3 separate regions of the Mus musculus genome follow, and all the other regions are linked to region 1. The links are chromatin contacts, called in public HiChIP or PLAC-seq and promoter capture Hi-C maps. All regions are on one chromosome and are shown on one strand. The core of a region is the stretch at or near the end of the contact, and the rest is flanking DNA. Distances in the headings are between cores, read along the strand shown. Region 1 holds the start of Slc27a4 (solute carrier family 27 (fatty acid transporter), member 4). Region 2 holds the start of 1700001O22Rik (RIKEN cDNA 1700001O22 gene). Region 3 holds the start of 6530402F18Rik (RIKEN cDNA 6530402F18 gene).

Evidence for each region. HiChIP or PLAC-seq counts read pairs in DNA pulled down with a chosen protein or histone mark. Capture Hi-C pulls out chosen DNA fragments and counts their contacts.
Region 2: a contact with region 1 is called in an HNF4G HiChIP or PLAC-seq map of pancreatic cancer cells. The contact joins the promoter of 1700001O22Rik here to the promoter of Slc27a4 in region 1. A contact is called at or near these places in 2 of 39 promoter capture datasets (erythroid cells and pre-B cells), 1 of 115 datasets of contacts at active chromatin or transcription factors (pancreatic cancer cells) and 1 of 9 other capture datasets (liver).
Region 3: a promoter capture Hi-C map of adipose tissue shows a contact between it and region 1, with 2.6 times the contacts expected there. The contact joins the promoter of 6530402F18Rik here to the promoter of Slc27a4 in region 1.

The regions. Positions count from the first base shown.
Region 1 is chr2:29,800,486-29,804,884 of GRCm38.p6, forward strand. Slc27a4 (solute carrier family 27 (fatty acid transporter), member 4) reads left to right here and starts at 2,149. Exons shown (of 13, transcript NM_011989.5): 1 at 2,149-2,475; 2 at 3,675-3,841. The coding sequence starts at 3,681.
Region 2 is chr2:30,799,559-30,803,957 of GRCm38.p6, forward strand. It overlaps 1700001O22Rik (RIKEN cDNA 1700001O22 gene), which reads right to left and starts at 2,179. Exons shown (of 7, transcript NM_198000.3): 1 at 1,582-2,179; 2 at 1,356-1,443; 3 at 1,166-1,258. The coding sequence starts at 1,999.
Region 3 is chr2:29,251,055-29,255,453 of GRCm38.p6, forward strand. 6530402F18Rik (RIKEN cDNA 6530402F18 gene) reads right to left here and starts at 1,939. Exons shown (of 2, transcript NR_029460.1): 1 at 1,411-1,939.

The DNA of each region.
Region 1 (4,399 bases), core at 899-3,398:
GTCCAACTCACAGAGACCTGCTTGCCTCTGGCTCTTGTGTGTGGAGACTAAAAGTATGTGTGTGCCAAGGGGGCACATGCATGAGTGGGCAGGGAAGGTGTGCGTCACATTGCCCTGCTTGGCTTTTTCGATCGATTGATTGGGTGTTTTGGTTCTGGGATCAAACAAGGGCCTTGGGCAAGCTAGGTAGGGCTCTTCTACTAAGCTGTGTGTCTATCCCTATTCTGACACACTGTGAACTCAGAATAACATCAAACAAAGGGAGCCATAATGTCTCCTAGAGCTTGATTTATGTGCTCTCTATAGCCAGCCTATAAACTATAATAATAAACATGTCAGCACTATTTCAAATGTGTCCATGAATTTGCACACCAGTGCTGTGAGGTGAGTCCTCCGTGAATCATAGCCACGAGATATTGCTTGTTTACTTGTTTGTGACAAAATTCTCCCTGTATAGCCTTGGCCAGGCATAAACTCACAGAGATCCTTTGCCTCTCAAGTGCTGAAATTAAAGTTATGTACCACTGGGCAGTGGTGGCACATGCCTTTAATCCCAGCACTTGGGGGGCAGAAGCAGGCAGATTTCTGAGTTCGAGGCCAGCCTGGTCTACAGAGTGAGTTCCAGGACAGCCAGGGCTACACAGAGAAACCCTGTCTCAAAAAACCAAATAAATAAATAATAAAGTTATGTACCACCATGCTTACCTGACCCCCAAACCCACTTTTGTGGGGTGTTGTTTTGTTAGTTTGTTTTTGAGACAGGGTCTCACTATGTAGCCCTGGCTGTCCTGGAACTCACTATGTAGACCAGGCTGGCCTCGAACTCAGAGATTCATTTGCCTTTGCCTCCCGAGTGCTGGGGTTAAAGGTGTGTGCCACCACCACCGCTGTGCTTGATCCCCTAAAGCCCACCTTTAATCCATAAGAAGGCACAGATTTGGAACTCTCTGCTGAGAACATGATTCTCTTGTTGGTCTGTGATGCACATGTCTATGAACATGGGGCACCTGCTATTATAGCCCTAGAGACATCCTTTAGCTTACTATCCAGCCTCTCCAATGGATGCAATCCTGAGCAGGTCCAGACCATCTTCATACCAAAATGTCATCTGTAATCCCTATAAACAGACCTTGAAGGTTGCCCCTTCCCCCCTTAAGAACTTGACTAGGTTGAGTCATTGAAGGGGCTATTTAAGAACAGAGGCAGTAATAGGCACGTTGCATAGTCACCCCAGAACTTTTCAGAGGCTCTCAATCCAACGGCTGTGAGTCTAGACCCTTGCCCACAGCCTGACAAAGCTCACAGTTTACAAAGGAACCAGTGTTCGGGAGTGTTATCAGTCAGGGTTAAAGTTAGTTACACAGGCTTTAAATCCTGACCTTTGAGGAGATCCCCTGAAGCTACTCCTCCTGGCTCTTCAGTTCTTTTTGAACCTTGCAAAGGTACTGAAAACTGTAAAAGTCCTGAGGGAACAATCATACTCAGCTGTGGTGAATGACCATTCCAGAATGGTCTAGAAGCCCAATGCCCTGTGTATTCTGCCAGAATCCAGCTTTTTTTTTTTTTCAGCAAGTGGTATTGAACATTTGCTAAATTCTATTTCAAGACAAATGTAGTAGTTAATGTCTGTAATGCCAGCGCTCTGGGCTGAAGTAGATTAACTACAGCAAGATCCAGGGCAAAGTTACTACCCTGTTTCAAAAAACAAACAGGACTGACAAGGTGGATCAGGAAAAGGTGCCTGTTCCCAAGACTGAGGGCCAAGCCTAGTAACCTTAGTATGATCCCTGGAGCCCATGGTGTAAGAACAGAACCAACTCCCACGAGTTGTCCTCTGACCACACAGGGTCTTTGGCATATGTATCTACACATACACAAATAAGCAAACAAATGTAAATAATAATAATAAGTTAAACAAATTCTACTTGGGCCTTAGCTTCTGGCTATGTATTCTCAAATGGTCTGTGGGCGGGTTTATGCTACCTGGATCCCCTGGTCCAGGAAATGGCAGAGAGGAACGACCCAAGGAGCACTGCCTGACCAGGGCAACTTCAGCAGCCTGAACAAGCTAGACTACTAGGACTACAACTCCCAGCATGCCGTGCGGCTCAGCCTACCACTCCCAGCGGGCCGGGCGGCTGCGGAGGCAGTGGTGCGCGCAGGGCTGGAGGGGCTGGGCGGTGTCGGGCGCGCTGGGGCTGGGTTGCGCTGAGGTGCACGGACTCAGAAGCTCGCCCTCTGCGGGGACGGCACAGAAGGCGGTGCTGCCGGCTGGCACAGCCGGTGCGGGTGCGGGAGGCGGGTGGGGGTGGAGCGGGGCAGAGGTACAGACCCTACAAGGACGAGGAGTGGGCCAGACGCACCGAGGCTCGGCTGTGTGTGCCCCGGGGCGGCCGATGCCCCCAGCGCACCGCACTCCGCTGCCGCAACCGGGCCGCATCCTGACGGGGCGCCGCGCCGCGCAGCCGCAGCCGGGTGAGCTAAGGCGGGGACGGCGGCTTTCTGAGCGGGGAAAATGTGCCAGGCCGAGCAGGGGGAGACGGCGGTGCCGGCTCGGACTGAGGGGCGCGCCCTCCTTCTCCCAACCCCGAGAACGCTCTGATGTCCTGGCTATCTAGAGGCAATCGGTCCGTGGCGCCCCTCCTGTCCTGTCTCCTCTCTCAGCGGTCTTGGACCGGCTCCTAGCTTGCTTTTTGACTGCCTCTGTCAGAGAGCTAAGGATCTTAGCGATCCTGCGGTAGTCCTCCCACCCATTGCTTTATGCTTTTCTCCAGAAGGCAGTCTCATAAGGGATTCCCTGTGTTCCAGGCCGTGGTCCTCCGCCTAGCTTGGAGATATTCAGGCTACTTCATATCTTTGACCTTCCTCTCTTCCCAAGAAAAGCAATCCATTAGCAGTCCTCTTGACTAAATCCATAAAGAAGAGGGAATAGAGCGTGGGCCTTAATCTCTGCCCTGGGCTTCAACACAGCCTTTCCCCTTCTCAGCCCTAGTCCTCAAAGATCCATCTGAATGTGTGGGTACTTCCAAATCCTTTTCCTGTCCAACAATCACCTCTTTCCACCCTACCCCTGGGCTGTCACCTCTCAGGCCCCTCCTGCCTCTAAGCCATTTGCTGGCTCGCCCTCTATGGACCGGTAGAGGCACAACGCTACCTTGAGTCTGTGGGCCAGAGACTGTGCAGGGCTCCCTTCCCAGGAAGCTGCCCTTTTTGGTGTTGTCATTTCCAGAACCTCCTGGAGTCCCTAGGAGAGACACTTCTATCAGCACCTGTCTCCCGGCCATCTGGTTAGGTTGCTTGAATATCGGTGAATGGACTGTCCTGTTTGGGTTAGAAAGGTTCTAAGAACAAGTCTTACTAGCCCAATGCATAGAGCAAGGTGCTATGGCCTGAAGTAGGAAAGGGGCTAGCACAAGGTCACTTGACAAGGTGGTCAAAGATAGAACCAGAAGCTAGATCATCCTCTTGTTTCTTAACCCCAGAGCTGTAGATTTCAAGGCCCCTCCAACTTGGCATGGAACCAAAGCCTTGAACCTTTTTTAAGCCACCCCTTTTAAGGTGACTAGGCAATCCCCATAGGCTGACCCTTTGGGCTCATACTGAAGTGGCTGCTGGTGCAGAAGTAGCGGCCCCTAAAGAAGGAATTGTGTCTCCTAACCACCTTGTACCTGCAGGTCACAATGCTACTTGGAGCATCTCTGGTGGGGGCGCTACTGTTCTCCAAGCTAGTGCTGAAGCTGCCCTGGACCCAGGTGGGATTCTCCCTGTTGCTCCTGTACTTGGGGTCTGGTGGCTGGCGTTTCATCCGGGTCTTCATCAAGACGGTCAGGAGAGATATCTTGTGAGTACCATATCTAGCCTCCCTTGGGGTCTCAACTGTGCTGGGCTTTACCAGCCATTATCCCTGCCAGCACAAGACATCTGGGTTATTAAAGGAACAGTGTCTTCTCTTTGCCCTTCTCCTGGCATACCTAGAACTTTCATCTCCAAGGTCAAGGTCTCAAGGAATCTCCTAACCCCGAGACTCCTTGACCTGGGGCACAAATCAAAGCAGATCTGTTGAAAGATGTGTCTGAGAAGGGTCACGAGGACACTGTTCATGGCAAGGTGAAGAAGACCCCAGAGGAAAAGGACCTTTCCTTAGGTTGGCACAGCCTGAAAGAGCCCAGGGGGACACTGGATGCTAGCACAAATCCTGAGTTAGACAGCTGGGAGAAATTGCTCCTAGCTGCTCTATGCTAGGCTGGTTCTGAGGGTCAGAGAGGAAGAAGCTCAGACTTTTAGGAGGTAAGAAAGGGACGAAGTAACTCCCTAAACTGTCTGTGCTATTGCTGCAGAGACCCTGGTGGTCTTGCTCACTCCTGTGTTCTAGTACCCGGAAAAGGGAGCCTTGCCTAGA
Region 2 (4,399 bases), core at 929-3,428, 1.0 Mb after region 1:
AAGAGCAGCCAGTGTTCTTAACTGCTGACGCATCTCTCCATCCTCCTAAGTCTCTATTTTGATCCTAGAGAACTGGGTCAGGAAGGGTTCTGAGGCTCACAGAGAAATGTGCAGTGATCCATTAGTAATGTCTGCCAGCAGACATTACTAGACGGAACAGTAATGGTACACTTGCTCTGTATGCATGTTCCCTGGTCCATCTGGTCCTTCCTTAAATTGATTAATTGAGACAGGGTCTCACTTTGTAGCCCTGGCTGTTCTGGAATCACTATGTAGACCAGGCTGGCCTTGAACTCACAGAGTTGCTTACTTAAGCCTCCAGAGTGCTGGGATTAAAAGTGTGCACCACCACACCCAACTCTCTAGTCTTTAACCCCCCCAGACAATGGCCTTCACCCTGCACTTGTGCTCCAGCCTGTTTAAACCTGTTGTTTCCTTCCCCCTCTCCATTAAGAGCTCTTTAGCATCCAATTCCAGGTATTAATGTGGGTTAATGTCAGGGATCTTTCTTGGTTCCGTCTCTCATTGTCTGTTCCTCTAGCATCTGATACACAGTAAAACTTCATACATGGGTAATGCTTCTAAATGAGAGAAGAGTTCAGCAGCAGGTGGATTCAGGTCTGGATCTCAGCTGGGTAGCTGGATGGCTATGCAGACAACCATGTAAGCGTGTGGGTGGCTTTATTACTAGCGGAGAGATGATTGGCATCCTGGGTTTATATGAATGAAAGGATAGCTGTCAGGCAGCTATAGCCAGAGGGGATTTCTGAATAAACAAAAGACTGGCTGTCTGGCAGTCCAGCAGTTTGGGGGCAGTTATGAGTTCATGGCCAGTTAGATGCTTCGATGGCTAGGTGGATGGAGATTCACAATAGCTTATAGAAGACCTGGTTTGTGAGTAAGGGGTTAGGTGCGTGAAAGGATGGATAGGTGAGTGGATCGATAGATACACGGTAAATCCATTACTAAATGTCTGGAAACAAGGGAGCGAACGAATGCCTTCCTGTTCCCATTCCCAGAACTCATGGCTTGGGGAAATGATAGAAGTGATTGTTAGGCAAGCCTATGACCTCCTTTCCATCCCCCAAGCCCACGTGATGGTGGGAGGAGAGAGTCAACGCTACAAAATTATAGCACGTGTGTACTCACAACAGCTACTACTCACGGATGGGCCTTTTTGGCTCTGGCAAGTTCACCTCTTGGGAGCCCCAGGGTAGTCTTCTCTTTAAAATTGTTGTCCCAGTGCAATGGTTTGTCCCTCAAAGAGAAAGAAGTCACAGCTGATGTGAGCAGAGGCCCACCTTGGTAGCACTCAAGGCAACCCCTCCTTCATCAAGAGGGTCCCCTCCGCTTACCACAGGTCTGGGAGGAATAAGCAGCTGGAAGACCGAGAAGCTAGGCAGTGATTTGATGTACTCCTAGGGTTATGTGGCGCTGAGGGTGCTGGGTGGGGACAACAGGAGGAGGAAGGAAAGGAGAAGGGGGAGGAGGAGAGCCCGTTGAGATGGAGACAGTCCTCGCTTGGGAACCCCAGACTCCGCGCACACACACCCACTCCCCACCCCATCCCCCCGGCCTCACGGTCCGCCTCTGGGTCTGCGCTCTCGGCGCTCAGGTGGTGCAGGAAGTGGCGGAACTTGTTGGGCAGCAGCTTCCCCAGCAGCGTGCCCAGGGAGTCAGGGTTGTCGCGGGCTGCAGGCTGCCGGTTCCCCCGAGTTCCCGCCTCCCGGGCCGAGCTGCTCGGCTGCAGCGACGGCAGTAGCAGTGCGCGCGCGGTCCCACGGTCTCGCCGAGCGTTCGGGGACTCGGGGGACCCGCAAGGCAGGCGCTGGGACTTGCGGTCCCGCCGCCACGCGCCGTCTACATCTCGCCCCACACGGCCTTCGAGCATTGGCAGCAGCATCGGCAGCCGCTTAACAGGGCGGCGCTGGGTGGTCCCGTCGGGATATCCCTTGGGCTTGTAGGCCGGGGTCCCCTCCATGGACTGGCGCCGGAACATCCTGAGTCAGAGCTCGGCTCAGGACACCTTCGCGCCCGGGGGACGCGCAGGGGCGAGCGGGGCCGCAGGAAGGTCGTATTCCAGCCCGCAGTCCATAGCGCCGGGAAGGGGCAGCAGAAGCCGACTCCGGCAGGACCCTAGCCTGCTGTGTCCCGGCGCAAAGGCGGTGAGGGCGGGAACGCCAGCCCTTTGGGGCGGCTGTGACGTTGACATGAGCTAGAGCACGCGGAGCGCCTGGCACAGTGCAGAGCTCTCTGCACCTGCTGGCCTAAGACCGCCTTTCCTATCACTTAGCACACTTGGGAGAGGGTTTGTCTAGAATGTGCAAGAAACTGAGCGTGGCGGCCCATGCCTGTGATTTCAGCACTTGGGAGGCAGTTGCATAGGCTAGAGAAACAGATCAGCGAGAGGACCGGACTTAGATTCCCATACCGTATATACAGAACAACTCACAGCCTCCAGTGCCAAAGTTATCCGCCACTCTTCTAGCCTCAAGGTCACCAGGCACGCACAAAATGCACTGCCATGGAGGCAAAACACTCATACTCATATTTTTTTTTTTTAAATTAAGGCTATTGTCAGGAAGTGGTGGCACATGCTTTTAATCCCAGCACTCAGGAGGCTGAAGCTGGTGGATCTCAGAGTTCGAGGCCAGCCTGGTCTACAAAGTGAGTTTCAGGACTAAACAGAGAAACCTTGTCTTGAAAAACAAAACAAAACAAAAAACCTCAAGGCTATTAAGTGTGGTAGTGCACAGCTTTAGCTCTAGCACTTGGGAGGCAGAGGCAGGCATCTCTCTCAGTTTGTGGCTACCCTGGTCTACATATGAATTCCAGGCCAGCCAGAGCTACATAGTAAGAACCTGTCTCAAACACAGGGCAATGGTGGCACACACCTTTAACCCCAGCACTTGGGAGGCAGAGGTAGGCGGATTTCTGAGTTCAAGGCCAGCCTGGTCTACAGAGTGAGTTCCAGGACAGCCAGGGTTACACAGAGAAACCCTGCCTCAAAAACAAAACAAAACAAAAACCAAAACAAGAGAGAGAGAGAGAGAGAGAGAGAGAGAGAGAGAACCTGTCTCAAAATAAACAATTCAAGGTTGTGCTTGGCTATATACCAACTTCAAGGTCAGCGTGGGCTAAATGAAATCCTGTCTAAAAAATATGATTTAGAACAGTGTTTCTCAACCTGTGGGTTGTGACCCTTGTGAGGGTCACAACGGCCTTTTCACAGGGGTCACCTAAGACCATCAGAAAACACAGATATTTACATTACAATTCACAACAGTAGCAACATTACAGTTACAGTTAGAGGTTGCAATGGAAATAGTTATATATTTGGGGTCAACACAGCATGAGGGAGCGTGCATAGGGAGGCTGAGAACCACTGACTTAGCGTTTTGTTTCTGCTCCAATCCTTAATAGTCTTGAGATCTGGGCAACCAGAGAGCTTTCCCCTAAAGACTAGGACAAAGCCTGCATCTGACTCTTTGTTCAATTAATTCCTTTTGGGGAAGTCTCCCTACAAGGCACAATCCATCATTCCCCTGCCTCTGTTTTCCAAGTCCTGGGTCACCCCTGGCAGCTCACACATGACTTACGGGCATAGCAGGAGAAGGCGTGGGAGGGCTAGACCTCCTACTGAAATTGTAGACTTCCAGTTTGTAAACTCTGATGGGGAAGTCACTCTCAGATCAGGACCAGGCTGCAGATACACATGACTTTCTCCCACCTCCTACCCCAGATGCTGACAGTGGATCTGGGGAGGAGCCAAGACCATGTTTGGTGCCCCTTCCCCAAGGCTGGGGATGAGACAGAGAGCCTGGATAAGTGTTCCACCATCCAGCCACATCCAGCCAAGACACAGATTCTGAGCATCATCCCAGTTAGGGAGTAAAGGCCCAGTCCCTTGAGCTCTGACACTGGCATCTCCGGCTTGCTTCTTCCCAAAGCTGTCATCACCTCTAAAAGGATCCTAGGATATCACACTCACCTGCTGGGTGAGGCCACAGAAGGTCCTGTAAGTTTAGAGCCCCCTGACAGGTGGGCTATTTGCTGGGAGAGCCCATCTTTCCACCTGCTCCCTCTGACAGCTCTGCCCAGGTGCCTGAAAGTGTTCTTAGAGTCATTGTGATCCGATCTTACCCACAGCCACTGGGGAGCAATGGGCACTGTGTCCTGGGGACAAGGGTGGGGCTGGTGTACTCTGGGGGCCTGGGGCCACACCCATAGAGGCACTCTGGGTCAGAGCAGCCATGCCTGATCCAAAGAGGACCAGAGCGCTCTTTTAGACCCAGAGTAGGCTGTGCTTGACTGAGTGGAAAACAAAGATGGAAGGAAAGGAGAGGTGTATTACCCCCACCCTCCTAGGACAAGAAGAGCACAGGGGGCCTGGAAATCC
Region 3 (4,399 bases), core at 689-3,188, 550 kb before region 1:
CAAGCTGGCCGGACTGCCAACAGGCTCTGCCGGAGTCTCGGGCTGTGCGCTCTCCTTGTGGGAAACTTGCCTCTGCGGGGCGCAGGGTCCCTGGGGATGATGGGGAGGCGGGGGGGGGGGCAGTCCACCGGAGGTTAATTCTTCTACCCAGGCTGGACAAAAGGTAGAAGAATTACCCAAGCTGAAACTTGCTTTGGAGGCCGTAGGAAGGATCGGGAAGGGAAGGGGAACCCCACGGCCGGCGGTTACCTCCCCTCCACCCCCACCCCGCCCTGGGTTGTCCCACGCTCACCGCTGCCTTGGTGGACGTTCGGGTTCGGGTGTCCCGGTGTCCCCAGTTCTGGGAAGGGAGCTTTCTCCAGACTCTGGTTTCTCCCTGTCACCCTCACAGCGGCTGGGAGGGCCCCAAAAAGTTGGGCTCTTGGGGGCGGGGCAGAACACCCAGCTCTGAGGACGTATAGCTGAGGCCGCCTCGTGTAGGTCCCTGAGGACGGGCGGGGCTAGCCTGAGGCCCGCAGACACCCAGGAGTCTGGCTGAGTCCGCGCTGAGCTCGGGCGCGTAGACAGTGGCGTGCACCGCACATAGAGCACAAACCGCCGCTGCGTTTTGCCTTTCCGAAGTTCGGTGCAAACCACCGGCGCAATTAATAATCACGCCTTTAATAAAGGCCAGGCTAGCATCCAGGCTGCCCCCTCATTTGACATCGCCTCCCTTAATTAAAAGACACCGAGCAAAGCTCCAGGGAATTATTCGCATTCTTTTTCCCGGCGCTGCTCCGCGGAGACCCTGTCGCCGCCATCCCCCAGCAAAGACCCGCAACTTACTCCGAAACGGGCGGACCCGAGATCTGGAGGTCCACTTCCCGTCTTTGCTCTCCCTGGAGTGCGACTCTCCACGGTGGTGGAGCCCCCTTCTCCGCCTGCCGACCCCCTCCACAGCACCGAAAGAAGTTTCTAACCTGACTGGCCAAGAGTTCTCCTTGCGCCTTTAGAGCCCAGAGGAGACTAAATTAGGGAGGGGAGCGCCGGCGGAGAAGGGTTAATTTACTTTTCATAGACACGAGTAAGCAGCGTTATTGCAACAGCCCATCCCCTCCCCACACAGGCGCTCGGATAGAAAAAGACGAGCTGGGTGGCGGGGAGCCCAGAGAGAAGACTAGCTACTCTACTTCTTAAAGATGCTGCACCCGGCGCGCACACACACCCCTCTTCCGCGGCTCCAGCCCTCCTTTAGTAGCAGCCGCCACCAGATAACTTTGCGTCCGAACCTCGGCTAGGAGGCTCCGAGTGACTCCCTGGTCCGGGGAGAACTGGCACCGTCGCCGAAGCCTTTTCAAAATGAAAGCACCCTGGCGAAACTGCGGCGCTTCCGTCCCCGCCCGCCGCCCCGGCGCTCCCCGCTCGCCTTACCCGGGCTCGGAGCAGCTTCCCGGAGCGAGCCCCGAGAGGCCGGAGACCGCCACCCTCTGGCTGGTGCTGGGTGGGCGCACGGGCCGCAGGGTTGAGAGCTGGAGACTCCTGCCCCGCGCCGCCGCTGCGGTGGCCACCCTCAGATCTGGGCTGGGGAACCCTCGGGCCGCCGGGGGGCCCGCCCGCAGCCGTCCCGGAGACGCGGGCCAGGGAAGGGGGCCAACCGCGCGGCTTGCATGGCCCTCCCGGGCCGATCGGGAGGTCGCTGTTAACAAGTGCAAACTTTTGGGGCCCCCTGGGCAGCCAGGGGAGAACCTGCACGCGCGCCCCACTCAGCCCCTGGCCTGGGTGGGCTTCGCCGCTGCTGGTCCAGGCGCCTGAACATCCCCCTGGCGCGGCGCCGGCCAGATGGCGGGGCGCCTCACCGCCCCCCTGCACTCCGCTCCAAGTTAATGCCGAGGCTAAATCCTCTTGCCATCACTCACGGTCACCATCGGGGCTTTTATCTCCCGGTCTGATCCGGGCTGCGTAACTTCCTCTGTGTGGCTTTAACACACCATCCCACCACGGAGCAACGGTCTTCTTAAAGGTGCAGGAAGGAAATACTGCGAGGCTCCGGGGACGAGCTCGGCCCGGGGAGGGGCGCGGCGAACAGGGGTGTCCCGGCGGGCCCGCGGCCAGGGTGGCCCCAGCAGGCGGCCGCCGGAGTGAGCCTGCTGTGGGGGGTCGCTGCCTACACATCGCCTGTCGGCCCGAGGACCAACCGGTCCCTGAGCTCGGGGTGCATCCTCAGCGGACTCGGGTCAGGCACAGCGGAGCTGCATCTCCCTTCTTCCCAACTGTGGGGCCTGACTCGGTGCCAGCGCCCAGGGGTGTGGGGGCTGCCCCATCGGCACCAGGGAGGGGGCCAAGTGAGTCAGCCCCCACCCCCCACAGCCAGGGCTCTAGGCTGCTGCTCCTCGGTTTCTGTCTCTTTCTCTCTGTGTGAAGCGCTGCCACCCAGAAGGCCCTGAGCAGTGGGTAAAGGGGTGGGTGGGTGGATTTGGGGAGCTGGGGAGGGGGAGCGCTCTGAGCGCACAACCAAAGCATGAATACCAGCTGACACATCGCCGCCTCCAGCCTGATGGGCCCTGCTTTTGACGGAGAAGCCAAGCCAGCTCTGCAGGGAGCGCAGAGTAGGGGGGCAGGAGGGCCTTTGCTAAGGAGCTCTCTGCCTTCCTGGGGCAGGCCTGGGAGGACCACGTGGGAGGACTCCAGCAGATGCCGGGCAGAGGCCACTGAGTTGACTGCCCTAGGACAGCCCTGTGCTCTCTTCAGCCCCCTGGAGGCTTCCTGCCAGGCTGTGTGCAGGCTGTAAGAGTGCTTCCTGGTATTCCCAGGGGCGCTTTGTGGGTCTTTTGGGGGTGCTCCTGGTCCCCTTTGGGTGGGTTCTTGCTGCAGTATTTACGGAGATGTCATTTGGATGCATCAAGAACAAAGGACCTAGAGGGGGTGGGGTGGGGGGAGAGAGAGAGAGAGAGAGAGAGAGAGAGAGGGAGAGAGAGAGAGAGAGAGGGAGAGGGAGAGAGAGAGAGAGACTGGTCCAAGGTCACAGAGGGTGTCACTAGGTTGGCTTGTACCTCAGCCCCCACCCCACTGCCTCCACTCACACCCACTTTAACCCTTCCCTACTCCCAACATCTCCCCCTAAATCTTAACAGAGGGTTGTTCTGTTGGTTATAACATTTGGAATTTTGTGACAAAGCAAGCAGGAAATGAAGAATTAAAGATTGTCATTGGTAATAATGATGATGATAATAATAACAAACAATTTATAGAGTGCCTTTCATGTCAGACTGCATGCAAAGTGGCCTGTGTGCACTGGTCCCTAGTTCTTCCCCAAGCTGTGTGACTTAACCTCAACTTGGAGTTTAGAGACCTTAAGTGGCTTGGCCAAGGTCATGCAACTAAGTAAGATTTTGGTTTGGGAGATGGATCTTCATGTTCTTAATTGGATGCTCCCCCACTGACTGGCTTGCTGGATTATTTGTGGCATGACACAAGTTCTTTCAGAGCCTCAGTTTCCCTGTCTGTCGAGTGTGACTGGCAAGACCTTTCTTTTCTGAGTGCCAACTTGAACACATCCTCAGATTTCAAAGAAGGGCCACCCCACCAAGCTGTCCAGGAAAGCAGATGCAGGCCAATGTCCTCTCCCCTAATACACACATATTCCTATCCTGGCCTCAGTGTCTCCAACCAGAGGGAACTCCTTGGAGGAAGCAGGCAGACCACAGCCTCTCAGATTGTAAGCATTTGTGCCTCAGGCAACAGTGAAGGGCACACTGTGGGGCTTCTGCCCAGGGTGAGTGATGACCCTGTAGGCCTTTGGCCTGCTGTCTCCCCCAGGCAGGGCCATCAATCCCCAGCAGTGCCCTGCTGTTACATCATACAGTGTCTGGATGCCTTCAACAAGGCATGGAGAAGGATGCTTTTAACTTCCAGTTCAGATGACCCGGGACCCTGGGCTGGCTCTACTGAGTTTCAGGATGGCTCTTGTGACCCACGCATGCAAAGATGCTGCCGCGACAATCACAGCACGGGAGAGAGACTGGGCTTTCTTGGCCCCTCACCTAACTAGCCGTGTGCATTTGAGGAGAACTTTTCTTGCTCTTAGCCTCAGTTTCCCCGTCAGTGTGAAAAGGGGATTTATCTGGGAGTGCAGCCCCTGCTTTTCCATCCTGAACTGACTGAATTCCACAGCAGCCTCCAGGAAAAGACATTCCTTTCAAAGAACAATAAAGTGCCCAGGAATGAATAGGATTCCAGCCATGTAGAGGGACCAGGTGGCCCGGCCCCGTTCATTTCTAAACTGCATTAAGGTGCCTTCTGACAAATGACCTTTCACTGGCAGAGAAAGGCAGCTGAGCACCAGAGGCAGAAAAGTGTTAATGAACACCCCCACCAGAATCACCGATAGCTCCCTCTCTAACGCGGCCTAATCATCTTCATT